2 separate regions of the Gossypium hirsutum genome follow, and region 1 is linked to region 2. A link is a contact called in public Hi-C data. All regions are on one chromosome and are shown on one strand. The core of a region is the stretch at or near the end of the contact, and the rest is flanking DNA. Distances in the headings are between cores, read along the strand shown.

Region 1 (4,693 bases), core at 206-2,705, 280 kb after region 2:
CTAGCATAATTTTAGTTTTAAATTAATTTGGTATATGATTTGACACTAAATCATATTACTATTAGTGATACATGTTGCTTATTTTAGATTTAAAAATTAAAAATAAATAGAACACATAATAATCTCATAATCAGTTTATAACATTAAAAAAAATTATTATCAATATAATAAAAAGAAATTTAATTAATTCTTTCACATTTTTTTCTTATGAAATATTAAATGTTCATAAATTTTTTTATGCAATTATTGATTGAGCAATTAGATTTTTCAAAGTTATATTTTTTAACTCTAGATTTAATTTTCAATTTCAAAAACCAACTTCGAGGATTATTTCTATATATCTTAAAGGAAATATAATACTGTTAACAATAATAGTAAATCTAAAGTGGCTTTTTTAACGGTTTTTCTATTTTCTTTAGCCAAAATTTTATTGGTTAAAGGGTTATAAAATATTATCTTTAGAAGAAAACTAATGTAAAAAAAAAAGAAAAGAAAAGAATTTAATATAAACTTATTGGTATCAAGAATTGACTTGGAAAACGACTTGTTAGTACTTAGTGGAGAGAAGGTTTATTTATTTATTTATTTATTATATATATAATCTTTTCGGGTTTTGTGATTTTATAGATGTGGAATGACTTTGTTTTAAAATATAAAAACTTTGGTTAGGAAGTTTGAGGATCAAATTGATAGAATTTGTAAATGTGAAGGGTTAAATTTATTAAATTATTTAGAATTAGGATAAATTGATAGAATATGTAAGTATAGAGTACTAAATGTATCATTATACCAATTAAAAAATCTTTTTTATTATCAATTTACAGCATGTGATAAAAACAATAATGAGTTCAAACGTTAATGCTTAAATTGAAAAATTTTAAAGTTAGATGATCAAAACAAAAATATATGCATAGTTCAGTAACTATTTGTGTAGTTTACCTTAAAATTTTTAACATGAAGGATTAATTTACTCTTTAATTTAATGTATAAAAATTAATTCACCTATTTTTTAAAGTAGATAACGTCATCACATTTTCATATTCAGGTAACCGATTTAAAACTAGATAATAGATATAACACCTCTTTTTTGTCTAGTAGTGAAAATATTTATACTATGGCAATATCCATGGGTCAAGCCAATTTGTGCATATCATTTTCGTCTCTTATTTCACATTTTCTTCTTAATTTAAAGAGTTTTTCTTTTAATAATTATTGGAAATTATGATTTTTAATTTTAATTAATTATTAATATATTATATAAAACAAAATAGTGCGAAAGATAAAGACCAATTTATTTAAAATAAAAGAATAGAGACCAAATCAAATAAAAGTGTAAAAATTGGAGGGCTAAAGTTAGAGTATTATACCAAAATAAGGATTTAACAGCTAGCGTAATAAAGGGACTTCTATGTAAGTTTTACCCAAAAAACTTGTAGTGCGCCATATTTGGTTTCGAGTTTGGGCTAAGTACAACCTACTCAAGTATTTAGCCTCAGTAGGGCACCAAAATAAGGACAAATTCCTGAGAGTCTTTTCCTTTTCTGCTTCTTCTTCACGACGCTTTATATCCCTTTTTCTTTGTTTTGTTTTCAATTTCACAAATAATGGCTATTAAGAATGAAATTATTACTTCGACAGATTTGGGTGACAACGAAATTGGGAATATCAGCACTTGGAGCATTCCCAAAATGATTTCTCTTGTAAAATCCACTTTTCGTTCCAACGATTTCGCCATGGTAGAAAAGGAATTTTTGGCGAGAGAGCAGAAATCAAAGCTGGAAATCGAGTCACTGAAACATGCAAAGGATTCATTTTCCTACAAATTCGAAGAAGAGAGGTTGGAAAAAATGGGTTTTGCGGATGATCTGAGGAAATGCAAGAAAGAATTGGAGGACATGAGGGGTGAGGTTTCGAAGTTGCGGGAAGAAAATATGGTTTTGAGGGAAAGAGGAAAGTCTGCTGAGGAAAGGTGTAATAGATTGTCGGAGGAAGTGAAGGGTATGTATGAGAAACAACACGAAATTATAAATTTGAGAAGCAAGAATTGCGAGCTTGAAAATGAGAAAGCCAAAGCTGAATCTGAGTTGGAAATACTGAGGAAGAGATTCGAGGAGTTGGATAAGAGGGTTTTATGTTTAGAGACTGGTTTTAATACTCTACAAGATGAAGATGATTCCAAGAACAACAATAGGATTGGGGGAGAAATTGGGGTTTCCGAAAATGGGAGGCTAAAACCTATTGAAGCTAACGTTTATTCACCAAATGCTGGTAAAAATTCAACATTCCTGAACCTTTTTTTATTTTGTTTTCGTGTTTATATTGTTGTTTGGTTGGTTAAATTCATGCTAGAGTTGATATTCAAGATTGCTATGCATATGAAGGTTTCAGTATCATTTCAGGTTAAGGACTGATGGTGATATTTTTTAGGGTCGGATCCTCAACAAGTCCCAGCGCCTTTTTATTTTTTTTTTAGGGTTGGATTCTCAAAAGGTCTAGTATTCTGTCTCGGGGTTCTATGCTCCGTTTTAGCGTCGAGCTTTTGCCCTGTCCATGAACGGGGCATGGAGACGCCACATGCTGGTGCCAGGAGTCGCAAACAGTGCCAGGAGAAACTTGAGAGTTTTATGGTGTGGTTTGAATTCATTCCCTATCGCATATAGGCATTTATGGGTAAGATGAGTACCACTGGGACAAAATTTTGGGGTTAAAATGGAGTATAGGCGCTCCAAGAATATAATACCGGACTTGTTGAGGGTCCAACCCTCAATAATGCTCTGTATCAAATAATAAATACTGATACTTGTATAGCAGGATAAGCAATTTGCTCTAAAGGTTATGTTCTATTGCAGGAAATTCAAAACATTTAGCCTTTTTTTTTTTCGTACCAATGTGTACTTCATTCACCATGCTTCATGAGAAAATTAGTTCTGCATGTATAGATCATAGAATGTATATACAACTAGCTGGAGTTTGATTCGGGTGTCGAAAAATCGAAATACATATTCTAAGTGCTTATGCTAAATGTATATCTATGAGCAATACTTACCTGTTGTGGAACTTGTAAAGTGTTTTCCCCCTTTAATATCTTCCGGTTTAACTTATTCTTCCTGAAATCTTGCGTGCCAGGGAGTTGGAGACCTCCATCTCAAAACGTTGTTGAGATTGTTGATATCGATAGTGATGATGATTGTGCACCAGTAGAAAATCCGAGTGTGGAAACTGTGACTCCAACTCTCAAAAGAAAACAAACTTCAACTACAGATGTAGGTGAGGGTGAAAATGGTAATAACGATGCATTATCTGAGAAGTTAAGGATGAGGAAACGTCAAGAGCCTATTTGCAGGCCTAATGGTTGTCCTGTTAATCATTGCTCAACGACAACAATTGTTTCTGATATCAATGAGGTTAACAGAGGCTCTGCCACACCAAGGGAAGATGTTATGGATTCAGTACAGCCTGAACATCGAACGGAGTCTGAGCATAGGTCTGGGGATCTTATCAATGGCTTTCCTTTGGCTGGGCTTTGTTTCTCCGAGGAAAGTTCTGTTTCCTCTGATACTGACTCTGATGATGACAGTGATGGATTTATTTCCATCAACCATTCTCTGCCTGCACCAGAGGTTCAGAAGGGAAACAAAAATTAGCCATTGGAAATGGATGGCTACTTTCTGTTTTTAGATATGAGAACCAAACAAGAAGTTTGTCACATTGTGCCAATTGACAATTTATCTCCGGTGCACACAGGTATTGCTACAGAAGCTATTCCAATATCTCCTCTGCCCTTTCTTCTTTATGTTCATTTTAGTAAAGGTGATGATGAGATAGTTTCGCTTGATGGCTTGAATATGGGTTCTCATTGAAACTAGTTACATGCATAAGAACCATTATAAAGAAAGAAAGAGAGATGTAGAGTGGAGTAGAGGTTGATTCTTGATTTTTTCTAACATTAAGTTTGATGATCCATGTATAGATTTGAACCTTTGTACTCTTCTTTATGATAGCATGACATAATATTTCCTTTTGGCATGAAATGTAACATCAAATCTGTTTGCTTTCCTTAAACTTTTGCTGCTATAACTTCTCAATCCCATGGACATCAGCTCCAGGGATATTACTCTGGCCATGGCGGATACACAGTATGGAAGATCTTGATCATTATATCGAACTAGCTATTCAATACTGCAAGAAATTTTTTAAGATATGACTAAAGAAAGGATACTTTATTTTTATAATTGTGGCATGACCAAACCAATATTTGTTGTTTTGACACTAGCAACATTGTTGTTTAGCTTTTGTTTCTGCTTATGTATATATGCGTGCCTTATCTTTCACATATATACATGCCTTACCTTTCTCATTTGTGATGAACAAGATATTGGACCTAAAACTAAAGTGTGGATAATAATGTGAGCAAGCTTATGTCACTTTGGATAATGATTTAATATGATTTGCATCATAAGCTTACTCATATTTGGTATAGGTCAAAATCAAATATTTAATTCATTCCTTTTGCCAAATTCCATTTTTATCTTCTTTTTGGTTGGATGCATCAAAGTTGCCATCATCCAAGGGTACAAGGTAGCTGCAATGGTTTGTACTGTAACATTGTTGAATGGTTTGTGATTTTAGATTGGTTCATGGTTTTTGGGTCTTGTCATTCTCTTCCAATCCCCTAAAAGAATATTTAAAGTAG
Region 2 (5,323 bases), core at 2,326-4,825:
TTATATGTTTTTATTTATTAAATTTTAAATATAAGCAATTTAACATACAATTTTTTAATGTTTATAATATATTATTAATTTATTATATATTTAATTTTTATTTATTATAAATTACATAATATATTATAAATTTAGAAAATAGTCTAGCCTTGAACTTTACATATTAAAATCTTAAATTTAACCTAAATTTTTAATGAGTCTAACTTTTATTTGAGCTCATTTTTTGAGATTAATATCTTTTAAGTAAATTCTTATAAATTCAAGTAAGCTTTTGAACTTAAACTAATAACTTAATATTTATATATAAGGCTAATATTTTGCATACTGATTATTCTAATTTTATAAGCAATTTAATTTATTTTTATCATATTGTAACCTTTAAAATTATAAAAACAGTACTCCAAATAAATTTCTTATATATTTAATACATGCCATTTATTGAAGAAGGTTGGATGATGAAGCAAAAGAAATTGAACCAAAAAGCCATTATTTTTTGTCCAGCTAAAAGGGATTCAGGTTTTAAAACTAGGATGGTGGGATGAAGGTGTTAAAAATGCATGGGTGCCTCTACATATATTTAAGCATTAATGAAAATTTGTACAATGTAACACGTGCAAAATAAATTATACAATACGATACCTAAAATTTTACTTCATTTACAGACATCGCCCTGTCTCATCTTTTTATAAATATTTGAAAATATATAAAAAGGTTATTATCACCATAAATTACTATACACCTATAACATTGAATATGTAATTTATTTATTTAACAAATAAATCAGAATCATAGAATAACTCGTTATAAGCCATGTTGCCAGATGTGTCAATGGAACACTTGATTGTTTGGCTAAGCTGCACATTTCAGATTCGCAGAAGGCTAGCCACCTCTCATGCCTTGTAGCCGCCGACAAAGAAGGAAGTGAGGACTTGTAACTACTCCTAAGTTAATCTTAGGTTTATTTTCTTTACCAAAGAGAAAAAAAACAAGTGTTACAGGTTGTATTTTTAAAAGAGGATGTAAGTTGGTTGAGATAAATAGACACGAACTTTAAATATAGATCATAAAATAAATTTTAAAAAATATAAAAAAATAAAAAAAATTAATTAATATAATCAAGAGCAGAATTAAAAAATTATTTTAGAGAGATCATAGATAAATCATAAATATTTTGGAGAATCGAAACTACCGTTTGTATGAACCATTGATTATATTATATTTAAACAAACATCACATGAAGTTTGAGATTAAAGAGGAAAACTGAAAATTATGCCATATATCGCTCTTCATATTGTGGGGTGAACCCCGCTGTCAATTTACAGTGCAACATTTCCTTCATTGCCACAAAATCTGGGAGTCATCTGGATCGGTCACGAATCTTCCGGGCAAATCACGGTTTGCAGTGCCCATTAATTTGCCTGTTTCTATCCGTTACCAGTTTCTGATTAAAATATGACGCCCAATTTGAATCCAATTTTTGAAATACTGCTATTTTATAACTTAAATTACTTCAAACAAATCATATCTATTTGTTTCTCCATTTCTTTCTTTTTTTATAATTAAATAATAATTCTGCTCAAACTAATCTGTAAAAACAAATCATGTTTCAGATCCAACCTAAAATCAATTAATTCCACCTACGTCTATTGTTTTTAAAATCACTCAACAATTTTGTTTTTTATCCATAAAATTGCTCAAGAATTGTTTCTAAAATAATTAAATTAATATTTTTAAGAAATATAATAATATATTATTTTTTAAAATAATTAATAATATACTAAAAATTTTATTATGTGTGTGGAAACTATACATTTAAAAGTAGATGTGTGTTTTGAATTAACCGGGAAAAACTATTTTTTTTTAAAGGAAAACAAATAAGTTTTAATTGTGAGTAAAAGAAAATTTAAATAGTTAAATATATTATATTAAGAATATTAAATGCATTTCAATTGTCTATCATAGTCAGTGACAGATCTAGAAATACGACTTGAGGGTAAACTTTAAAAGGTGTTGGTTTTTTTTTTTGATGCAGAATTTAAATTTTTAAGAGATTTAATGTAATGATACTATGTAAATTTCTAAAAAGTTAGGGGGACAATGGCTCTCACCTTCCCCTTATATTCGCTAATGATCATGATATTGTCATTTTTTTTTAGTTGGTACCGATTTGATTTATAATTACAACTTAATCAATAATATTATCAATATAAATAAATTATATAGGTAAAACAATTTGTCTAAAAACATTAAATTGTACAATACTGTTTAAATAAAGAAAATATTTTATAGACACTAATAATACGATTTCAAATATTAATATTTATAACTTTTTTATTACTTTTTTAAATGATAAAAAAGATAAAAATATTATTGTAATAATATAATTAATTTAAATATGTAAAAATATTTTAAAATAGATATTATAGTAGATCTTAAGAAAAAATAATAATAACTAAACACACAAAAAAGAATAGCCATGATAAACTAGAAAAGTTCAGCATTAATGGACAACCAAAATTGCAGACCATGTTTAATTTGGGCAATGTTTGCAACCTAACCACCAAAAGTGTAAATGGCAAGATTTCCATCGTAGTGGTAAAAGTATGATAGAAGTCTCTAGAGTGTATTTTATTTTTTTACTCAAAAAATAAATGAATTAATCTTTATATGTTAAATTAAGAGTAAATTTATTTTTTAAATTAAAATTTTCATCTATTTTTACTGTTAAAAGTCGAAGTAGCCAACAAAATAACTAAATAATTACACGTGGTATGACACATGTATCTTATACTAACGTTTAATGACTAGTTTTTAGCAATTAAAATAGATGAAAATTTTCACAAAAAGACCAATTTAATGTTTAATCTAACGTATAATAATTAATTTACCTATTTTTTAGTAAAATAAACATAATACAATCCACCCCTAATATAAGAACCTTAACGAAACTTTTACCCATTTTAACAAAAAAAATTATCCTCAACTTTAAATACATCAAAATTTATACCACAAAAATAATTACTAGTATTATGTTTAAAACTTATTTAATATCATATTTATAAAAATATAAGAATGATACAAATTGGTATGAATAAAAAAATGGCGTTTGCAGCCCCAAAACGTGGCGGTGTATTTATGGTAACGCCTGGCCTCTGCAACAGTATCGCCAAACACTGGCGTGTAACCAGGATTCGCTTAACCAGACAACCCGACAACCAGACTGGCCTGTAACTGGAACAAATATTTTTCTAAAGTCCACCGACAGTATCCGGTAAAACAATGTAAAATCAAATATTTAAGATTTACCATTTTTTGTTCGAGTGAAAAAGGAAAGAAAATGACTTTGCAAGATGCAGTCAAAAAGAAGTGGTCCCCTGTCAGAGCACTTTATTCCCAACCGCAATCAACGGTTTTCGCCGGAAAAGAAATAAATTAAAATCTTCATTTTTTATTAAAGATTTTTTTTTTGTCTTCATTTGCCTTATGTTTTACCCTTTTAGAAAAGTAAATAATAAATTTGTATTCTAGTATCAGGTTAAGAAAAACCGCAGAGATGTGGACACGTATGGAAGTCAAAGAGGCAGGCCTCTGAAATGACCGGCTAACGGCGGTTCTGTCACGGTATCGGCAGTAGTGCCTAGCCAATTCCGTCACCGGTTGTTGGCGTTAGTTAGGTTTTGATCTCGAGAAAACCCAATTAAACAGTAAACCTCCATAAAAGTCACAGCTACCCTTGTTAAAATAACGCCACGTCATGACTTAGACCCCACCAAGCCATGTTACCACGTTGACGTGGCGAGATGTCATTCGATCGTTTCTTTTTGAAAAGATAAATATTTTGTTTTGTTTTTTCATTACATGATTAGAAGGATTTTTTCATGTGAAGAATAAAATTTTAGTGATTGATTGTGATTTATCACTGTTTGTAGAAATTTATTTTGTTAAAGCTTAATTCAATAATTTATGTTAATTAAAACTTTATTTTAACATTTAGGTTGAGCAATAGGACATGAATTTAGTAACAAATAGGGCTGTAAAATTACAAATATAAATGCACTAAAATAAAAAAGTAGAACTAAAAATTGAGAGTTTATTATATGATCGAATATGATATTATATGATTCAATGATATCAACTTAACATTGAAATGAAAAAAAGAGGGTTAAAATTTATCAATCGTAAATTAAATTTTTTTTTGAATAATTTTGGAAGGGGTGTAACATAATGACTTTTCAGAAAGTAAATTAATCATTTGAATGTGAAGGAAAAGTGCTTAATATCTATTTCTTACTCTTCTTTTTTTTTTTTGAAAAAAATATTATATGTGAGATTTGCACATTTAACCTTTTATACTGTTTAGTAAAATATATATTTCTATGAAATATTTGTTATATTATAAAGGGTAGATGTAAGGAAGATGAAGAGTTATAGCAATCTTTGCTGGGCAAAAATGTGAGGTCCTGATTTTTATTTTACTTTTTGGATAAATGGCAAATATAGAAACAATCATAGTAGTAGGAGATAATAGTTTTGCACATAATACAACCAATTACATGCCTTTTTTTTTTTTTTTTTTGCCATTGAATGGATTAAAAATTATTGTTTCAAACAATTTTATCGATATCATAAAATAAAATTCTTCCTATGCTATCTCGAAAATGTTCCAAGCCTCTCAAGCCGTGAGCACTTGGATATTCTCTTATTAAAGTTTTTAGGGGTCCACTTCGTTAAAAATGGCATTCAAAACCTTTAAGGTATTGTTGCCAATTTTATCCACCTCGGTGGTCCAGATTGTCTCTAGGAGTGCTAACACCATTTACAACAGCTATGCGTGGTGCCCCTCTTGTAAGTATTACTCTCCACACTCTCTCATCAAACCACTTGATAAACCTCCTCATGTGTGTTTTTTACTAAGTATGGTTGGAGCAATAGGGGTCTAGAGTCCAAGCTTTCAATTTCATTTGGTATTTAATTTTAATATAAATTTTTAGCAATAAATTGTCAATTGTAACTAAAAATGTAACTGAAACGGGAAAAGTAAAATAATGAGCACACAAATTGGTTGCATATTTCAAAATCTTTTCTTATATCTAAACAGTCTTATCCAAAAATATTTCACTATAATGCAACAATACAAGATATTATTTAAGCTCTACTCTCTTATTATCTTGTAGTCTCTTTCCTGTACAATTATTTAAGATTCAATCTCTCGCTAAGTATTTTCCTATCAAAAGCTTAATCACAAGGAGTTTATTTACAAAATAATATGCGCTCAAAACAATAGTTGCTAGCTATTTTCTGGTTCCCATAACAATAACCGAGT

Evidence for each region. A called contact is a pair of places that touch in the nucleus more often than the background predicts.
Region 1: a contact with region 2 is called in a Hi-C map of leaf, with 2.3 times the contacts expected there. The contact joins the promoter of LOC107952066 here to the enhancer-like site in region 2. A contact is called at or near these places in 3 of 34 Hi-C or Micro-C datasets (callus and leaf).

What each region holds. Positions count from the first base shown.
Region 1 is chrA02:47,278,621-47,283,313 of Gossypium_hirsutum_v2.1, forward strand. It overlaps LOC107952066, which reads left to right and starts at 1,456. Exons shown (of 2, transcript XM_016887308.2): 1 at 1,456-2,268; 2 at 3,127-4,031. The coding sequence starts at 1,605. The coding sequence ends at 3,644.
Region 2 is chrA02:46,998,641-47,003,963 of Gossypium_hirsutum_v2.1, forward strand. No RefSeq gene overlaps it. Among protein-coding and RNA genes, the nearest start is that of LOC107952074, 3.6 kb to the left of the region's middle. Within about 2 kb of position 3,576, at least 2 of the 9 cell types and tissues checked have an H3K27ac peak or open chromatin away from gene starts, as enhancers often do. A contact at or near this core is called in leaf, where this site is marked.